Regions from separate parts of the Rattus norvegicus genome. Here region 2 is linked to region 1. The links are chromatin contacts, called in public Hi-C maps. All regions are on one chromosome and are shown on one strand. Each heading gives the region's core, a stretch centred on a gene start, on an enhancer-like site or on the middle of the called end of the contact. The rest is flanking DNA. Distances are from core to core; before and after follow the strand shown. Region 1 holds the start of Rgs9bp (regulator of G protein signaling 9 binding protein). Region 2 holds the start of Dpy19l3 (dpy-19 like C-mannosyltransferase 3).

What was found. A called contact is a pair of places that touch in the nucleus more often than the background predicts.
Region 2: a contact with region 1 is called in a Hi-C map of liver, with 3 times the contacts expected there. The contact joins the promoter of Dpy19l3 here to the promoter of Rgs9bp in region 1. A contact is called at or near these places in 2 of 12 Hi-C or Micro-C datasets (kidney and liver).

Annotation. Positions count from the first base shown.
Region 1 is chr1:97,385,406-97,388,928 of GRCr8, reverse strand. Rgs9bp (regulator of G protein signaling 9 binding protein) reads left to right here and starts at 1,890. Exons shown (of 1, transcript NM_001109142.1): 1 at 1,890-2,603. The coding sequence starts at 1,890. The coding sequence ends at 2,603. It overlaps Ankrd27 (ankyrin repeat domain 27), which reads right to left and starts at 803. Exons shown (of 29, transcript NM_001271264.1): 1 at 698-803.
Region 2 is chr1:97,552,423-97,555,945 of GRCr8, reverse strand. Dpy19l3 (dpy-19 like C-mannosyltransferase 3) reads left to right here and starts at 1,714. Exons shown (of 19, transcript NM_001135835.2): 1 at 1,714-1,905; 2 at 3,365-3,506. The coding sequence starts at 3,401. LOC134483099 (a long non-coding RNA gene) reads right to left here and starts at 1,725. Exons shown (of 2, transcript XR_010059996.1): 1 at 1,588-1,725.

The DNA.
Region 1 (3,523 bases), core at 641-3,140:
GCACTACGTCTGTCCAGTCTCACCAGCCCTCTTACCCTGAGCCCCTTACTCCTAGTAAGTGTCAACTTGCTTCCACTGCCACCCTCCACTGAGTGTCCACCTCCCCTGCAGCTGAAGGAGAGGCTAGAGGGGTACCGCCCGGCGCGCGCGCATCTACGTAGTCCGTTTCCAACCAAGAAACTGAACAGACTCTGAGTGATTGAACGCCTCTGGGTACCTGAGTTTTCCATACCTACAGGACGAGAGGACCTCGCCACGTGTAAAGCAGGCAGGGAAACCCTCTCCACTTTCAGCCCCCGCGGAAACTTAATCAGCTGGCCTAGACCTGTGCACACAGCCTCCTCCCTCAGTATCCAGTTTGGCCACCGGAAAACCTTCCAGGCCACATGGCCTGGGTTCTGCCCACTGCCCCAAGTCCCAGCTCCGGGGGACTCGGGCCTGCCGTGGAGCCCCAGGAACAGATGCATCCCTCTGGACGCAGTGGACAACGTGCGCGCCACGCTGCGGACAGCAGAAGAACGGGAGAGCTAGGAGGCTTAGCCCGCAACGGGTCGGGGCGCGGGGGTGCCCAGCAGCCCAGCCTGGGGATCCAACTCAGCGCAGGGAGCCCCTCCCCCTTCCGCTCCCAGGCCCCGCCCGACCTCGGCGCCCCCAGAGAGTAGGGAGGCGGTGGAGGACACCCGCAGAATACACTTACTTAAGAGGCTACATAGTTTCACCTCTGTGCTACGACAGCACCTCTCGGATCCTGGGCTGGGACCTGAGTGCCCACCACCCGGGTGCGGTGGTTCCACTCTTCAGCTTACCTCTTTACTCCGCCGTTGGGCGGAACCCTGCTCCAGTCTGTCCAATAAGAGGTCATCTTAGCCGAGACTGACACGTAAACAGAGCAATCGTTAAGTCTAGTTCAGTCGGGGGTGGGGCCCAGGCGACTCCGCGCTTCCTACTCAGGCTAGCCCCGCCCAGAGTCAGGGAGTGCGCGTGCCCAGAATTCGAGAGGCGGGACCTAAGGAAGATCTGATATTAGGGGTGGGGTCCAAGCTGGGTCCCTGAAATGGTGTTGGACTGCGATGAAGAAAGAGAGTCCCATCTAAGTAACAATTCTACCAGGCCGATCGCCCTGTGCTGCTGGTGATGCAGACTGGAGGTGCCCAGTCTTCCGAGTCATCCTACTCTGTTGCCTACAGGGTCTCTTGGTCCTTTCCCTTCACTAGCATAGGCTCCGATAAGCTAAACCTTCTTTCTACCTAGTCTCACTTTTCCTAGTCTGCAAAGTAGTAAAAAACAAAACAAAACAAAACAACTTGGATTTGCATGGCGCTAAGGTTCCAGAATTATAATGGAAGGGAGAAGAGGAAAAGCTACACTTGACCTCTCTGGACTGGGCCCCGCCTACCCCTGGTCCAGGGATGTTGGGGGAGGCGGGGGGGGCGGGGGGCGGGGGGGCGGGGGGGCGAGAGGGCGGGAGGGAGGAAGCTCTCGGCCTAGACAGGCGGCTGGAGGCGTGTCCTAGAAAACGATCCTGCTGCCCTTGGCCAGGGCTAAGGCGCGCGGCTCAGCTTGAAGACTTGGGGTCGATCAGGATGGGGTCTGCACTCTGGGTTTCTCAGGGAGCCGCCGTGAAAAAGAAAGTTATGCAAAGACCCTACGCGTGACTCGGAGCGCGTCTAGGGAAAATGGAGGAGCGTTTGGGGAGCAGCTAACCAGACTACCTCTGTCTGTGGGAACGACAGAGGTGCATGTCGAGGGTCTCTGGAGAGCTCCGTTGAGAGCAGCGGCGAGGACATGAGGAGCATTCAGTCCGCTCTGCCCAAGATTGGCATCAGGGCTGGAGGCGACCTGCGACGTTGAGGGGTGCAAGTGGGGCACCACCGCCGGAGGGCAGCGCCATGGCCAGAGAGGAGTGCAAGGCGCTGCTGGACGCGCTCAATAAGACCACAGCGTGCTACCATCACTTAGTGCTTACTGTGGGCGGCTCCGCGGACACACAGGACCTACGCGAAGAACTGCAGAAGACCCGCCAGAAGGCGCGGGAGCTGGCCATGGCCACCGGCTCCCGGTTGACCGTCGCACTCCGCGACCGGAGCTTAGCTACCGAGGAGCGCGCGGAGTTTGAGCGTCTCTGGGTGGCCTTTTCGGGCTGCCTGGACCTGCTCGAAGCCGACATGCAGCGCGCACTGGCGCTGGGAGCCGCCTTCCCGCTGCACGCGCCGCGCCGGCCACTTGTTCGCACTGGGGTGGCCGGCGGCTCCTCTGCTGTAGCCGCGCGCGCCCTGAGCGCCCGCAGCCTGCGGCACGAAGCCGAGAGCGACTTCGACGTCGCCGATCTGCCCCAGTTGGAGCGCGAAGTCCTCCAGGTGGGCGAGATGATCGACAACATGGAAATGAAAGTCAACGTGCCCCGCTGGACTGTACAGGCGCGACAATCGGCGGGCGCCGAACTCCTGTCCGGTGCCAGTGCCGGAGCGTCCTCCGCGGGTGGCATTTCTGTAGAGGAGCGCGCGGGACCCTGCGACCCCAGCAGGGCCCTGGCTGCCACCGTTTTCAGCGCCGTGCTGCTGGTGGCTGTGGCCCTCGCCTTATGTGTGGCAAAGCTGAGCTGACTGATATCCAACGACCGTCCGCTGCCCCTTCTCTTTCCAGGGCATGGGCTTGGGGTTTGAACCGTTAAGGAGAGAGGTAGTGAGCCCGGATGTGTGCGTGTGAACATGATCCTCTCAAGGCCCACCTCTGCCTGGGCAAAACATATTTTGGTTTTGTTTTGTTTTGTTTTGTTTTGTTTTGTTTTGTTTTTAACATGCTGGCCCAAGAGGAGTTAACAGCACAGGGCGGTCAGGCCATTACCTCTAATGCCTGTAGGAGCTTTACCTCCTATTAATAGAAATCGGTCCACAGTGACCTCTGATCCCTTTGGGTTTGATGGGTTAACACATATGTCCCAGGTTTGGTGCCCTCACACTGGTTGGGAGCTCTCATTCTGCTTTAGACGAGGCAATTTGGTAAAGGTGTGGGGGGTTGTATAAAGCATGGTGGGGGGGGCATTTTGTTCCCTAGACAAGAAAGCAACTGTAGTAAGATGTGCGTGGGTACCTTAATCCTTCGGGGCCTAGGCTTTGGAAGAGTGTACTGAGAGAGGTTCATGCAAAGTGCTTTCTCTGTGGTACACTATTGCGCTTGGCAGAGATTGCCTATTAGTCACCAGGAACTGCAGCTCTGAGAGGCTTTGTGTCGTGACCCCATTTAGGGTCACAACCAAAAAGGTTGCTTCAATTCGATGTGGTGTATCCACTGCACACCTGCCGCAATTGAAGACCGCTCCCTACCCATCCCTGGATGGGGGAGGAACAGGATGCCGCTGCTTTGGGAAGGGCCCTACTGAGATGTAAACAGTCACGTTCTTCTTCTCACCGGCTTACTTTATCCCAGAATTAGACCACAGTGTTCGACCCTTCTTTGTGGGAGGGCTGGGGAATCCTCTTTGAAGCTCTTAATCCTATCTATCCCCGGAATTTACTCAATAGCC
Region 2 (3,523 bases), core at 465-2,964, 170 kb before region 1:
GAGCTTACAACTGACAAGATCACAGAAGAGCAGGAAGGCATGGCATCTTTTATCCTATGTCTATCGATCGCTGTTTTGTCTGAATGTACATGTGCACCATATGCACGTCTGATGCCCACAGAAGAACTTGAGTTACAGATGGTTGTGAGCCGCCACGTGGGTTCTGGAACCAAACCTGGGTCTTTTTGCAGCCCTTAACTGTTGCGTCATCTCTGCAGCCCTAAGGAAGGATATCTTCACTGTAAATAAAGGTAAAACACCTTGAGATTTCCACCTGGGGGAAAATGAATGAGGCCCAAAGGTTAGGTACATTCAGGCCTTAATTCAGGCCCATTTTAACATAAGGTCCACGAGAGGAATATCATTTCTACGTTAGCAAACTTTGCAGCAAGTGTTCTGTGCTGGAATCCTTACCCGCAGCTGGCAAGAGGTGATTAATCTAGGTCTGCAATGGAATGGGAGAATCCCTTTTCCTTCCTCCATAATTTTCCTTGTCTTTCTATTCTGCTCCACTACAACTCACTGTCTTATTGTCTTGTGACAAGCCAGTACTCTCTCTGCATATAGCCCAGGCAAGAGTTGGACTTGTCAGCCTCCTGCCGCAGCCTCCCCAGCAGGACTACGGGAACATGACCTAAGACCTTAACTCTCAGACTTTACTCTTGGCAGTGCGCACCCACTTTCCATGAGAAGCACTACGACCAGATGACCTTATGACCGTTCTTGCCTCCAGTTATAGATATCAAGCAGCAGCTGAATACTGGCCCCCTAAGGGACACACACCTCACAGCAGTACATTTTCACCAAATCACTTTAAGGTGTGGGGTCTATCTAATAAGACATTCTAGTATTAACAGTTATTGGTATTAACAGGTGGCAACCAAAAGAGAAAAAAATCTATCGGGGGGGTTGGGGATTTAGCTCAGTGGTAGAGCGCTTGCCTAGGAAGCACAAGGCCCTGGGTTCGGTCCCCAGCTCCAAAAAAAAAGAACCAAAAAAAAAAAAAAATCTATCAGGGATAGGTAGCTAAGAAAGGCAGGGTGGACAGAGCAATTTTTGTTAGAATTAGATGACAGGCTGCCTTTTCATAGGTACTCATCTCAGACGGTGATCCACTACCAAAACTCTTATCTGGTTCACACCATTCTTTAGTCACAGAACTCAGGAGGCTGAAGCAGAGTTGAGGCCAAATTGGTCTACATGAAGAGTTTCAGGTCAGCCAGAACTACATAGTGAGACCCTATCTCAAAGACAGGAAAAGAGGCTGGCAAGCAACTGGTGAAGCATGTTAAGGAGAATTAACAATAAAGCCCAGAGCAGTACTACGGGGGTGGGGGATTGAGAGGCGTGACTTTGGAGACCCAAAAGTGTTCGCAAACAACTTCAAAAGCATGTATAAACTTGTCACTAAACAACGTCAAAAGCAAGTATAGCTGGATCTGGGGTCAGGAGGTAGAACCGGGAAGGTCCCCCAAGACTGTGTAACCTTTCCTCGGGGCACCAGGAACTCCAAAAACAGGAACATGCCAAGCTTAAGCTCTGCCTCAGAACCTACAACCCCCAACGGCACTCTAAGCGGAAGTGTACCTCTTCCTTCCGGTGTGCTCCGCACGAGACGGGGCGGGGCAGCGCGGGAGGCGGGGGCGGGGCCTTGCGTCGACGAACAGCTGCTGGAACCAATGAATGCAGCGGCAGCGGCCCGGCCTCCCCGGCGCGCCCCTTCCCGGGGCTGCAGACGCCCCCCAGGCCCATCCTTGCACCGCACCGCACATTGCCGGCGACAGCTGGGTCCTCCGGGTCTTCAACTCGCTGTAGCCCGTAAAGTGGGCGCGTCCCCAAGGCCTGGGTGCTTTGCGTGCTTCCTTGCCAATCCCGGGTAGCCCGCGAGGACTGCTGAGGCCGCAGGTCTGTGGCTGCGGGTCGGGCCGCGAGGTAACAGGACGCGCCGTATCTACCGGACACGTGGGCGGGGCGTGGGAGGGAGCGTCTCTGAGCGGGAGCTTGTGCCTCGAGGTCCCCCCGGCCGGCTGGCATCTGGCCCACTCGTGGACTCGCCAGGTGCGCAGGGGAGTGGCTCCAGGTGCGGGATAGTGGCGCGCGTCCTGGTCCATAGTCCAGGAATTGCCTTCCGGTCCCTTTGCTAAGGTCTGGCGGGGCTTTGCGTCCGGCTGGCCGAAGCAACTTTTTGTTTCCCAGTTGGTGAGGTTGTTGCCATCCAGACGCGAATCGTAATTAGTACCTGGCGTGTTTGTTAACTTTCTGCCTCAACAGGCTCAGGGTAGATGTAAGGTGGGCCCTGCATAGCCCTTACCCGCCGAGGGCTAGCAGGGTGTGATTCCCCAAGAGAGGTGAAGATTCCAGTGGTGGCTGCAAGACTTTGAAAAGACACCACCACCCCCCACCACCACCCCTGTTTCTTGTGCTTTTGAGCACACAGCATTTGAATCTGTGTTCCGTCTCAGCATTTTTGAATGAATGAATCTTAACAAAAGCATTGTGTGGTATTGGCTTCCTCTGTTGTATCGAGCAAGAGCCTTTCCGTTAGGTAAACAGACTTTGTGGTACCTCGAGTGCAGGTTGAATTAGCTGCCGCAAAGATCGCGTCTGGCTACTCCTCGATCTTTAATAGATAATTAGTAAAACGCTATTCATTAGTCAGAGGAACGAGGCAAGATGTTCCCGGGGGACTGAAGCCAGCTTACTCACCACCACCACACCCCCGCCTCCCTCTCACAGCTTCCAAACTAGGTAACTGCTCCTGCAGCTACACCCACAGTTGCTCCCCAGGGAGAGCAGCCACCCTGATTGGCACAACCCTGCGCTGTCTTTGACACCCAGGCATAAGGCTTAGCAGCGATTTTTTTCAAAGAGCACAGGCGCTAAAATTCAGGTATCAGAAACTATTTCAGTTCTTCAAAATCTGGCTGTCACAAGTTTCCTAGGAATCCCTCCCACGTGGTCAGTTCTGTGGGAGACTCAGACCCACTACTTTCTGTAGGAACTGTAGAAAATAGTGTAAAACTGTGTCACGCAACAAATCGCACGGTTAGTGTTACGGAATCCGGGAGGGAAAACATCACAAGGCGGAGAGCATCCAAGATGGCTTCTTGGAAGAAGTGCTGGGCTTCTTCGTGTGGCTCACCTGTATCCCTGCCTCCTAGCTGTGCCTGCTGGAGAACAGGCGCTTCATAAATGTGGTTGACTTCAACATTCGTGTTGAGTCTTTAAAGCCTGATTATGATTTGTATGGGAGGGTCTGCTGAGCAGTGGACGGTAGGCTAAGTCAGACCATTTAAGCACGTAGAGTTTAAGGGTATATTGAATGAAGTGGGTGCTGACCTTTCCTTGGGGCATTTGTTTGTAGGGGTGGTTGGAAGAACAATGCCTATGAGTCTTTGACATGATGATGTACATCCGGCAAAGAAAAGAGACAAAACCCGTTGAAGTTTCTGAGGATTTTCCGTCACCAAAAGAAGATGTGAAGTTGGAAAAGAAATTGCCATCTGGTAAGTGATTGGAACTA